2 separate regions of the Mus musculus genome follow, and region 1 is linked to region 2. The links are chromatin contacts, called in public Hi-C maps. All regions are on one chromosome and are shown on one strand. Each heading gives the region's core, a stretch centred on a gene start, on an enhancer-like site or on the middle of the called end of the contact. The rest is flanking DNA. Distances are from core to core; before and after follow the strand shown.

The links. Hi-C and Micro-C count contacts between places; a contact is called where the count stands out from the background.
Region 1: a contact with region 2 is called in a Hi-C map of liver, with 3 times the contacts expected there. The contact joins two enhancer-like sites. A contact is called at or near these places in 5 of 484 Hi-C or Micro-C datasets (bone marrow-derived macrophages, liver, nephron progenitors and 1 more), 4 of 115 datasets of contacts at active chromatin or transcription factors (bone marrow-derived macrophages, fibro-adipogenic progenitors, heart atrium and 1 more) and 1 of 9 other capture datasets (adipose tissue).

Annotation. Positions count from the first base shown.
Region 1 is chr16:43,167,403-43,172,851 of GRCm38.p6, reverse strand. The region is part of intron 2 of Zbtb20 (zinc finger and BTB domain containing 20); the gene reads right to left. Among named protein-coding and RNA genes, the nearest start is that of Gm25873, 44 kb to the right of the region's middle. Within about 2 kb of position 3,136, at least 16 of the 459 cell types and tissues checked have an H3K27ac peak or open chromatin away from gene starts, as enhancers often do. A contact at or near this core is called in adipose tissue and liver, where this site is marked.
Region 2 is chr16:43,356,396-43,361,904 of GRCm38.p6, reverse strand. All of the region lies in intron 4 of Zbtb20 (zinc finger and BTB domain containing 20), which reads right to left. All of the region lies in intron 1 of Gm9968 (predicted gene 9968), which reads left to right. Among named protein-coding and RNA genes, the nearest start is that of Gm9968, 4.5 kb to the left of the region's middle. Within about 2 kb of position 1,599, at least 14 of the 459 cell types and tissues checked have an H3K27ac peak or open chromatin away from gene starts, as enhancers often do. A contact at or near this core is called in adipose tissue and liver, where this site is marked.

The DNA.
Region 1 (5,449 bases), core at 1,887-4,386, 190 kb after region 2:
TTCTAAGAACTATGCATAATTTAAAATTTTTAATATGAAAGGAAAGTACAAATCCCCTTAAATAAAGGATATAAACACATACAACAAAAAATTATGTCACCTATATAGCTGTTGTACTTATTATAGAATAATTATATAATTCATTATTTATATACTACTCATTTAAGAAGTCTGTTGCTTTTATTTTATTTTACACAATTTATGAGAAAGAAAATCCATGCATTTGAACTGTAATTACAATGAAATAATTTTCTCAATTTTGAGTCGTTTTCAAAACACCATACGTGATTAAAACACATAATGCACTAGTATTTTTGCCAATTTTTGTTTTTAAACTAAAGCTGTTTTTGAATTACACAAGCAAAGCACAAAATCAGAATTTCAAAACTAGCAAACATATTTAAGGGTAAATTTTAAAATAAACCCACTTGATTCTTTGTTGGATTAACTTGGAGAGCCTGGAGCCTTTTGTGAGATTCCACTGGAGCATGTAGGGTAGCTAGGAAACGATCCTCTGGCGGAGGAAGAGCCACATGCACTGTCTTCACTAAGTTTTGTTTAGAGTTTTCACACTCCTACAGAGTGGCTCTGGTGATATTTACAATACAAGTTTACTTCTGAAGGAATTTATGATGTCCCCAACTGCTAGCAACAATTACAGCTGGGTTTTACATTTGTGTTTATATGTTATTTTGCATATAGACTCCAACAACCAAAGAAGAGAACATTTGATAGAAAACACATCCTGGAATTGAAGGACAGATTCCATCTATCAATATAACTAGTTGATAGCTTTTTGAAGATAGGGTTTGACAGTAAGGGAAACAAACGTAACAGCTTAAATACGCTGTCTCAGCCACTCAAGCTATCTGTCATTCAAAAGTTTTTTTCTTTGTATCACTAATTCAATGTCATGTGAACACGGATTCTGACTTTTCAATGAATTTTAATGATAATTTATTTACATAAAGGAAAATACTTAATACTTTTAATTTGTTCTCATGTAGGTCTTTTTGAACTTTCTTAAAACATTTTAATTGTATGCTGAATTTACATTTTTCCCTAAAAGCTTAATCAAATTACAAAGATCACAGTGTCCCTAGGACTAATGAGTCCCAATTTATATTAGAGAAAGCAGACGCTCCAAGAGCTAAAGGTATTGGCAGAAGATCATACTGCAAGGCCAGCGCTGCATTCAGTGTAGTTACGTGAATCCTAATAAAACCATTAAAAAATTACCACTTTGTTTTTTATTAAATTATCATTTTACTTCATTCAAGTTTTTGGCAGGATAGAATTAAAGTGTAAATAGCAAAATAATTTTTCATTACTTGAATTAGACTTTGTAATTTATAACCAATAAGATTTGGCTTACATCATGTCTTTTTCTTGTGTATTTTAGGATCTTATATCTCTGATAGCAATGGAAGCTCTAGGAGGCTGGGCTATGCTAATATTCAATTTATTCCTTCTCTATCTTGCAATAATCCAGGATGCCAAAAGCTAGCCTGTTGGTTGCTGATCATCCCACCTAAATATTGATGCTTCTAAAATGTGTCCTTTGAGATTTTCTTCATTTTAGAATTACAGACAGAAAGTCACTTCTCTTTGATATACACTGCATGCAATGAGGAAGAAGGCAGTCTTACAAAATGCATATATAGGCAATGGTTTTTCACCTCTGCATGCTGCAGAAAATCCCACTGAGTTAAGTAGGGTTCTACCAAGGCCACTTAAACATATTAGCCTATTATGCTCCACATTTCTTTATTGTTCTCGAAAAGCTAATGAAATGTTCCACTGCAGTGTTTATGCTGGAGTACTTTTAAAGGCATTTTCGTAGTGATGTTTCTCTCAGAACTCCAGAAGGGGTTTCCACTTCCTAAAAATATTTAGTAGACCATGCAGAGTCCATGCCGCCTCATTACTGTGACTGTTTAGACTTGCAGCTAATGATGAAATAGACTTAACAGTAGTCACTTACGGTTTCAATGTGGTCTTTAACATCACTGTGAACTGACAAGAATTAGAAAGCCAGCCAGGCAGACATGCTGCACTGTGCTAGCATGTGACCAGGCTTAATGTAGTGTGTATAGTCTAGACATAGAAACACAATGTTGGTTAGTTTTTTGGGTCAGAGTACCTGTAAAACTGAATAGTTGTTTCTCCAGAGTCAACTATATTTAGGAAAATAACAATATACCTATTGCTGAAATTCAAGTTATAAAATCACACATTTCCAATACCTTTTTCTTGTATAGTGTCAGTTTGTTCATCTAAAAGTCAAAGAGGGTGGCCTCCTTGATAGCCATTATCAGTTCTAGCACTAGAAGTGATATTATATGTATAATATCACTCACTTTATATTCTTAAACAAACAAAACAAATCCCACTACATTGGAGGAATTGTTTAGCAGGCAAAGAAATGAAAATGAAGTTCACTAAATTAGCTATATTTTATTACAATTGAAATTAAGACATTGTGCCTTGATTTACCACATATAGTTATCTCATCTCCCAAACATTAGCAATGGTGAAAGGCATAGCTATTAAGACTATTATAACTAAGTCTTAATTATTAAAGCCAAGATGTAAACTGTGGTAATGAACTGAGAATTGACTGGAGCACAGACTCCTGCTAAACTACTATGGGATACATTTTGCCAAAATGCCAATTCTTGTACAGTAATTTTAAAGCACAAATACACAAAGAGAATGGTTATTTCCTAAAACTAAAGTAAAATAAGTATGCTAAACAGTTTGGTTATTTTCAAGAAATCAGATCATATACCTAAAAGTCTTTTTAAAAGAGTTATTGATCTGATTTCTGTTGGATAATTCCAAGAATACCTTGTTTTCTTCCCAAATTAGATAAGAACATTCAACACAGACACTGAATTTAATGAATGCCAACAGCTTTCCCCATTACTTTTAAAATTTGATTATATAATACTTCTGTGAACACTAACAGATAAAACTATCAGAACACATGAATCAGAAGCAGAGTCTCACAGGAACAGTTTCTAGTAATTCTAGAATATTAATCTGACTGAAGGGTCAGTCACAAGTAAACAGTGTGGCACAGTGTTTCTAGAATAAAGAGATCTCATTACATAACCATGGATTTATCTCCTGTCTGGAAGCAACCCAGAAAGTAACTTATTCCCTTATACAAGAGTGGAGACAGAGTAAGAGAGGGACTAGTAAGACACACACTTTCACTCTAAGCATGAAGAATTGTCCAAAATCAGTGAGAATGAGCGTATGTGATCACATTACAGCCTCTTTAATAATGGGGCTATTGTAGCATATGGACACTAAAATGAGCACAAGGAGTCTCTGTTGTGCCCAATACTGCCATTATCCACTTGAACCATCTTGCCAAGTTGCTTAACATTTAGGTACACCAGGGCTTTGCTTCTGTTTGTCTGAAGTGGAAAGATCTAGATCTCTAAGTTCCCTTCCAACGGTGGCACTTTATGTCAACTTGTTTATAAATTCAAGTAATAATTAACCTTGTATCAATTGTTATATAACAGTTACTAATCTAAGTGAATGACATATTCACAGCTCAAACTAACACAGTTAAGACAGTCTCTTTATATTCATCTTTCTAAAATACAAGAGTACATATATAATTATATTTACTCATTCTTTACATTTTAGAAGTATTTATTTTTCAATGCTCATCAATTATTTATAAAATTCAATTTAATCATTAAATAAATGTATATGGTATACTCTGGTCAAATCTAGAGTTTTGTTATCTACTCCTCACATGGTCGTCATCCCCCCAAATCACCTTAATAACCTTGGCCATATTCCTCATATTGGAAATACAAAAATGCTCCTGGCTGTATTATAGCAGATCTCAGAGTACAAATGATTTACAGACTTCTATTGCTTATGTTCCCTTAACTAGTTCTGAAAACCATTTTAACAGACAATAAAGTTAGTTGGCCATTGACTGGTCTTTTATGAGTGAAAACAAAGCCATGAGAACGATGGACCCCAGGTCCTAGCCCTTTCACTCGGAGACACTTTCCAAGCTTGCCGCCTTCGCTGGGATCTGCTGATCACTAAGGCCAGACAGTAGGAAGCCAGGGTGCACACACTGGAAAATTAAAGGTCATTAGAAAGGGATGGTGAAGGTCAAGAGGAAGTCCCTAGGCCTATCACAAAAGTCTCACTAGAGGGTGCTCTTGGGCTTTTATGAGTTCTCCAGTCTTCAAAAATAAAATCAAGTATTGCTTGGAGAACATAGTCTGCTTCAGCATAAATTGGACTCCATTATGGAATCCAGATCTTCTACTTCAATACAGATATAAAGATGTAAAAAAAACCCAAACCTTTCACTTGTAGTCATCTTGTTCTATGGGTTGTATACATAAGATTTCAGAAGATCTTTGGGGTCTCCAGGTCGACATTCCAGTAACACTGAACATATACTCAAAATCCCTTTTTACTTTCTTTTTCTTTTTTTTCATTTACTTATTTATTCATTTTACATACCGATGACATTTTTAACAGCTGTTTTTTTTAAAAATGATATTAGTAGTCTGTGTGTGCGGATGCTGTGTCCAACACCAACAAAAAAAGGTGGCTGGAGAGACAGCTGTGGGTGCTGGGAACCAAACCCTTATATTTTTGGTTGTGAGCCTAGCCTTTAAAGGCTGAGCCATCTCTCCAGCCCATCAATATTTCTTGACTCTTCTTTACATATAAAATAATTTTATGGTTTTTATATATCACAATAAATTTTAAAATCTACTGCTTGTGCTAGAATTTGTCTATAGATATGGTCTTGCATTTTTGAATTTTAATATTTATATTATCATTCTAATGATTCCTTCTTTCAATAGAGCATATAATTTCCCAACCTGTATTGAGAAAATAGAAATGGTTTATTACTATGTTGCATATTTTTAACATTTATTATATTTATTATATTAGGAAGGACAAAATGGTTTTATCTTTACACATTAAAAAGTAGAAATGGCATGTACAAGATCATGATTTCTCTAAAGACCTAAACTGACTAGATGAGTACTTTATCATTGTGAAATAAGGATTCTCTGCTCTGCTTCCAGTCATTCTGGTACCTGCAAAACTTGTCACACACACTGTCAGATATGGTAGCTTTAGCATCTTTAGGTTTGGCAGTGGAACTCAGAAGACGATTTGGATTACAAAGATTTGCCAGAACTTCCAATTTAGCTAAACTTAACGATTCATTACCCCTTACCTGAATTATGCTCATGAGTTTCTCTTTAAAATCTATCTGCTTGAATATTTTTGACAAAAAATTTCAAGGTTATATAGTAGCCATTTATAATGCATGAATCAGTTTAAAATGTTAAATTCTCCATTTGATATCAGATGCATCTGTACTCTACGGATTTTAGTTCCACACTCAGCATCTTCAATGGATTGGAAAAAGTATGAAAAA
Region 2 (5,509 bases), core at 350-2,849:
GTTTCCTTCTCTTTGAAAGGGGGGTGACCGTATCATCCTAATTGGCGTTATAAAGGCTGAGTTGATGTTTATCTATTTTTGTCATGGTATGTCTGTCTGACGCCGAATACACCAGAAACTACTATTATCACTAGCATCACTTATCACCCTTATGTGCCCAGTCAGAGAAGCTCTGCCATTGGTGTCCCACCAGATTGAGTAGAACCAGAAGAAATACTACAGGAGATCAGTTGGATGTAGGGCTTACCATGCTGCTTTGAAGAGCTTGTTTTCATGTGGGATTTTCAGTGTTACAATGTGAATACGGGGGATGCTGATGATCTATTATGTGAAAACCTTGATTGGGGAATCCATGTTATCAAAGGAACTGGGAGCCTGACAGTGTCTAGTAACCAGAGGCCAAAAGAAAAAAAAAAATGAGGGAATTTTTAGAAGCTACTCCAAAAGCAACAGGATAAAAGTGCTATTGGCCTTGACCACATGATGAGGCTGTTTTACCAAAGGGGAAAACTTAGTCCAGTTGATTGTCCCAGCCTAATTGATTAATTGTGGGTCTGACCATCTGGCTGATGAATGCTGACACCCAGCAGTGATTACTGTGTAACACAAGTCCGGATGTGCTCTCCATGATGCCTCCCACATTAATGGTAACACTGACCCCCAGGTTAGTTTATTTAGGCCTCTTGGCTCAGTCTCTTCATGGAACAGTGGTTGTGGCAGGGAATATTTTACTAGACCTGGTCAAGCATATCTTCTTCTCCTGTTTCAGTGGCCGCTCCTTTCCAATTCCACCCCGATCCTCTCCTGAGCCCTCTCGCACATAATCGGTTTTCATGCAAAGCCCTCCATCTGCACTTTTCATCATGTGGCCGAGGCTCTCATCTCTGGTCGCTCTATTGTGAAGAAGGTTGTTGGACTGGCCTGCAAGGGGAGCCCATGGAGTCCTTTTCACTGTGTTATCTGGACTGGTTTACTATCACTTACTCATATGGTTACAAAACAGAAATTATTTCATCCAAATCTTGAAACTGAGCTAAAGTTCTACAATATTTCAATTCTGTATGAAGATTAAGAGAAGATAATTCTTACATCTTAAAGTTATTTGTCATTCTTAGATGTGTGCCATGGATAGGAACCATCCTTGTCCTGAAACTAACTTGAGATTTCAGGGAAGCATTTCTGAGTTAGAGAAACTGTATCAGGCTGAAGAAAATAGCAGGGTACAGTAAGCGTGCCACCTACAAACCACTCTACATCCGGACACAGCATGTACGCACAATTCCCTGGGCAAATCAGATTTGAACACATGCAAACTTTAGATATTACAAAAAGTTTATTTTCTTCTTCATTCTATTTGGTGGAGAGGTAGGGGACAGTAAGCCCACAGCAAATGGCTTGAAAAGCTTGTGTGAGGAGTCACAACGGACAGTCATCCTTTCTCTGTTCTTTTCCCATCCTGATTTCTACCTTGAAATCATCCGTCTCCTGGTCTCCACAGACACTGAACTCCTCTGTGTTTGGGCTGTATTGGTGTTAATTTTCAGCAGAGAGTGGTAGCAGCATGCTGAAATACAGAGTTCTGTGTGGGGAGTTGGGAAATATTTTTGGCATGGCTGTCAGTAAACAACTCTGTATCTTGGGCAAGTCAAGTCCCTTAACTCCCCATGTCTCAGTTTCTTCATTGAAAAATGATAGGGTAGGACTGCATGAACTCTGCTGTTTCTGCCAACAGTAAGATTCTATGGTTCTATAGCTCATTTCCCTTTTTCTCCCCTCTGGCATCAAATGCTCAACAACTCTGCATAAAATAATTTTTCTTTTTCAGTTACTGAAGGAAAAATATCTCCTTCATTTACTGCTGGGCATTTTCTATTTGTACCCCCTCTTTCTTTTTGATGTTAGATATTTTGAGTCATAAACATGAACATATTCAGATAGATGCTTTAAATTTGAAGGCATTTAAGGAGAATAGCTTTCCCATGTAGAACATTTAGTATAGCTCTGCATGGAGGAAGCCAGCCATCCAAAGTGGAGCAAAGGGGCCAATTCACAAATGAGAGGAAGCCTTTCATAATAAGAGTCTCCAGGCTCTTCAATTTAGATAAAGCTCAAATGCTATCAACTCCCAACTACGTTTCCAGTCAGCCCCAGACACCATCACAGACACTTAGGACTACAAATCTGAGGACCAACGCTGGCAGGGATGCCGCTCTTATTTCACCTCCACCATCCATTGCCAAGTAGGATTTAGGATGGCATAGTAATAAGAGCCAAGAGGACAATCTGTCATTTATTTTCCTCCAAACTTTTTGAAATTTCCCATTTGGGCTCTGTTTCCCAGTTTTAATTTGGTAACTGCCATTTTTCAGCATTTCTTTTAACAGGTTACTAATAATTTCTGATACAGGATCTCATATTTCATTTTCTGCTGCTAGAACTTGCTGTTAATATTTCATCTGCCTTCAACTCAGCTCAGAATAAAGGCTGCTACATTTTAGATACTCTGTTAACACTTAGGTTCTGGGAATTTCATCTCCAGAGTTCACTTAGTTTATCCATATCTGGTTAAGTAACAGGTTGATGGTACAGGCAGTATCTCAGGGTGTGCTGCTAAACATGTTGCAGATTCTTGTGGTAGCTCTTCTCCAAATCTCTGACTGAGAGACTGAAAATACCCTATTTGTTTTCCAAGGTAACTTATGATTGGCTTTTGGAAGCGGAGTGGTTTTGACAAGCTGTGGCTCACAGAAAGTTCTAGGTTAAATTTTTTGTTTGTTTGTTTGAAATTTGCTAGATATATCACCTGTGAGGCCAATCTCTTTTTCTATTTCAAGAGAGAGTCAAAGTATACATCTGTATTGCTATATGGATCCAATAAATTTAACTGCTGAAGATTACTGAATTCTCAATAAATAATAGCTATCATTAATAATTTATAAATTCACATTATATAATATTGGATTTTGACACATTTTCCAAGGTCAACAAATTAATCCAGATTTTTATTTTTTAATAACAAATTCACTGAGAACTAGAGTAAAATCCTTTAAAGTGTAGATCAGTAAAGTCATATGGTCAGACAGTGTTTATAGCATCACCGTTTGCTGCCTTTCTAGCTAACTAAATTCTCAAAACATTTTGTTCATCTAATATCCAGGTCCAATCTTAGTCTGACCTGTGAGGACATATGGACTTCCTCCAACCCTAAGCATCACAGATCATTTTAATGTTACTTCGGAGTGTATGAAGCAGGTTCCATCGGAAGAGAAAAAACACATTGCAGTAAAGAACTATTAACACTAATAGGTGACTAGAATAAGGGGAGAATACCTTAGAAGAATTAAAGATAACTCTAAACATGAAAGAACAGCAAATGTAAGGAATAGCCACTCCTTGTAGAGCTCACATAGCATGTTCAAGGAAAAGTTGTTTGTATTCTTAGACAACAATCCAGACCTTGCTGGGTACAAGTAAAATCTTTTAGGATTTGGATACAGACATTGTTCAACAAGGCACAGGCATTGTCTACTGAATGCCAGAAATGTGCCAGAGAGCTTTCTCAACAGAAATTGTTGGTACCTGTATTTTTGAGTGGCAGTAAAAGATATCCATGGGATAGAACCTCATGTATGTGTGCCTGCATGGTGTGTGCCAGGAGAAGTGGGCAGAGATCAGGTAGTGGGGTTGCTATCTGTACCTCAGCTGGAGCAAATAGATAGGAGTATGTTCCATACTGACAAACACTAGAAAAGTTATGCAAAAGAAAGAAGTCAGGTTCTGGAGAAATTGTGCACAATGCATTAGTCGGCCAATGGAGTAGATAGAGCCAGGAAGGAAGCCCTCTGTAGTATGTCTACTGGACTCTCAACTGACAAAGTACCTTCAGGCCAGTGGACAAAGGAAAATGCTTAACTTGATCTTAGCCACAAGTCTGAGAAATGATAAAGGAGAATACTTTAAAGAGTCACAATTTTTGTAGAGTAGGTAAGGAAGGGTGAATTTAGACTCAAAGGGTTGTTAGGGTTCAAATGAGAACTGTCTCCATAGGCTTGTGTACTGGAACACTGGGGTCCTTGCTGGTGACATTGTTTGGAAAGGTTATTTAGAACATTTGAGAGGTACAGCCTGGCTGGAGGAAATCCATCACTGGGGTGGGGTTGAGAGTTTATAGCCTTGCCCCACTTCCAGTTAGCCCTGTTTCCCTATAGGGGTTTGGATGGGATCTCTAAGCACAAATAAACTCTTTCTCCAGATGCCTTTGGTCATGGATTTTATCACAGCAATAGAAAATCAATGAAGGCGATTGGTAACAGACACAGGTATTATTTGCTCACACATTTCATGAAATAACTCACTTTGGACTTACGATCTAGTGTTCTTAATGTATTGCACTTTTATTTATGTTCATTAATGAACTGACTCCCTCTGTTCTGCTGGATAAATACTGTCAGAAGGAAGGGAAATAAGAGGCTACTAAATGGAAACCTATACATCACCAGTTTAAAAAAACTCAGTACTAATATTTGTACAGTTACCCTTCTCTCCCAGTGCTGCCCACACTTTTATGATTTACTTAAGGAAAAGGCCAAACAGAAATATGACAGTACTGATCTAACTCTGTGACCCAAATCAGCATCCCCTCCACACACCAGAATCCCAGTGATGTGGACTATTAGGACCATGACAAATAATTCAAAGTTGGAGAAAGGTAAAACCCACCTTAGGTCTCACTTTTTCTTTCTCTCCTAACTACAAATCAGTGTATTCTATGTTTCTGATATAATACTCTCCTACACTGTAAAACTTTTATTAAACAAAAAAGCACCAGGGAGTGAGCAGTTGGGTTCATTACTAAAGACACGTGATGATTACTGTTGGGATTAGCTTTAAACCAAGGTAGGAATATAGACTCCAACACAGTTCCCTTCTTCTGCTTGCTTTCCTAATGTAAGAAGGGTTTTGTTGTTGTTGGGTTTTTATTTTTTGGTTTTGTTTTGTTTTTGTTTTTGTTTTTGTTTTTTTGGTTAATAGAAGTTAGGTTTAAAAACCTCTGACATTAGAAAACTGCTTGCTTATTGTTTGAGCACAAATTCTAAGTGGATCAGTAGAGTGCTAAGGGAAGTGTACTTTGGGGAGGCTCATGCCTCACCCATAAGTCCATCTTTCCCTAGGCCTGGTCACAAGCAGTACTCATCTCACTGCAGTGGAATAGATCCCTTTTCATGTCATGTCTGAAAAACCAGGAGTAACATCCATCAAGACAAGGCTTTCTGGATCCCCTCACCATCCTCTCACAATCACATTGTGGGCATCTCTGTCAATCACAGGTGGGGATGCTTAAGGGCTTCTTTTGTTTGTGTTACATATAAATACCAAGGGAAGACACACTAACCCTGCATTGAGGCCCTCCCTCCACACCATGTTCACATACCTCTGAGTCAGTTCTCGAGTCAAGAAGAGATGATGCACACAGAGCATCATGAATCCCTGTAAAACGGGCTGGCAAGTC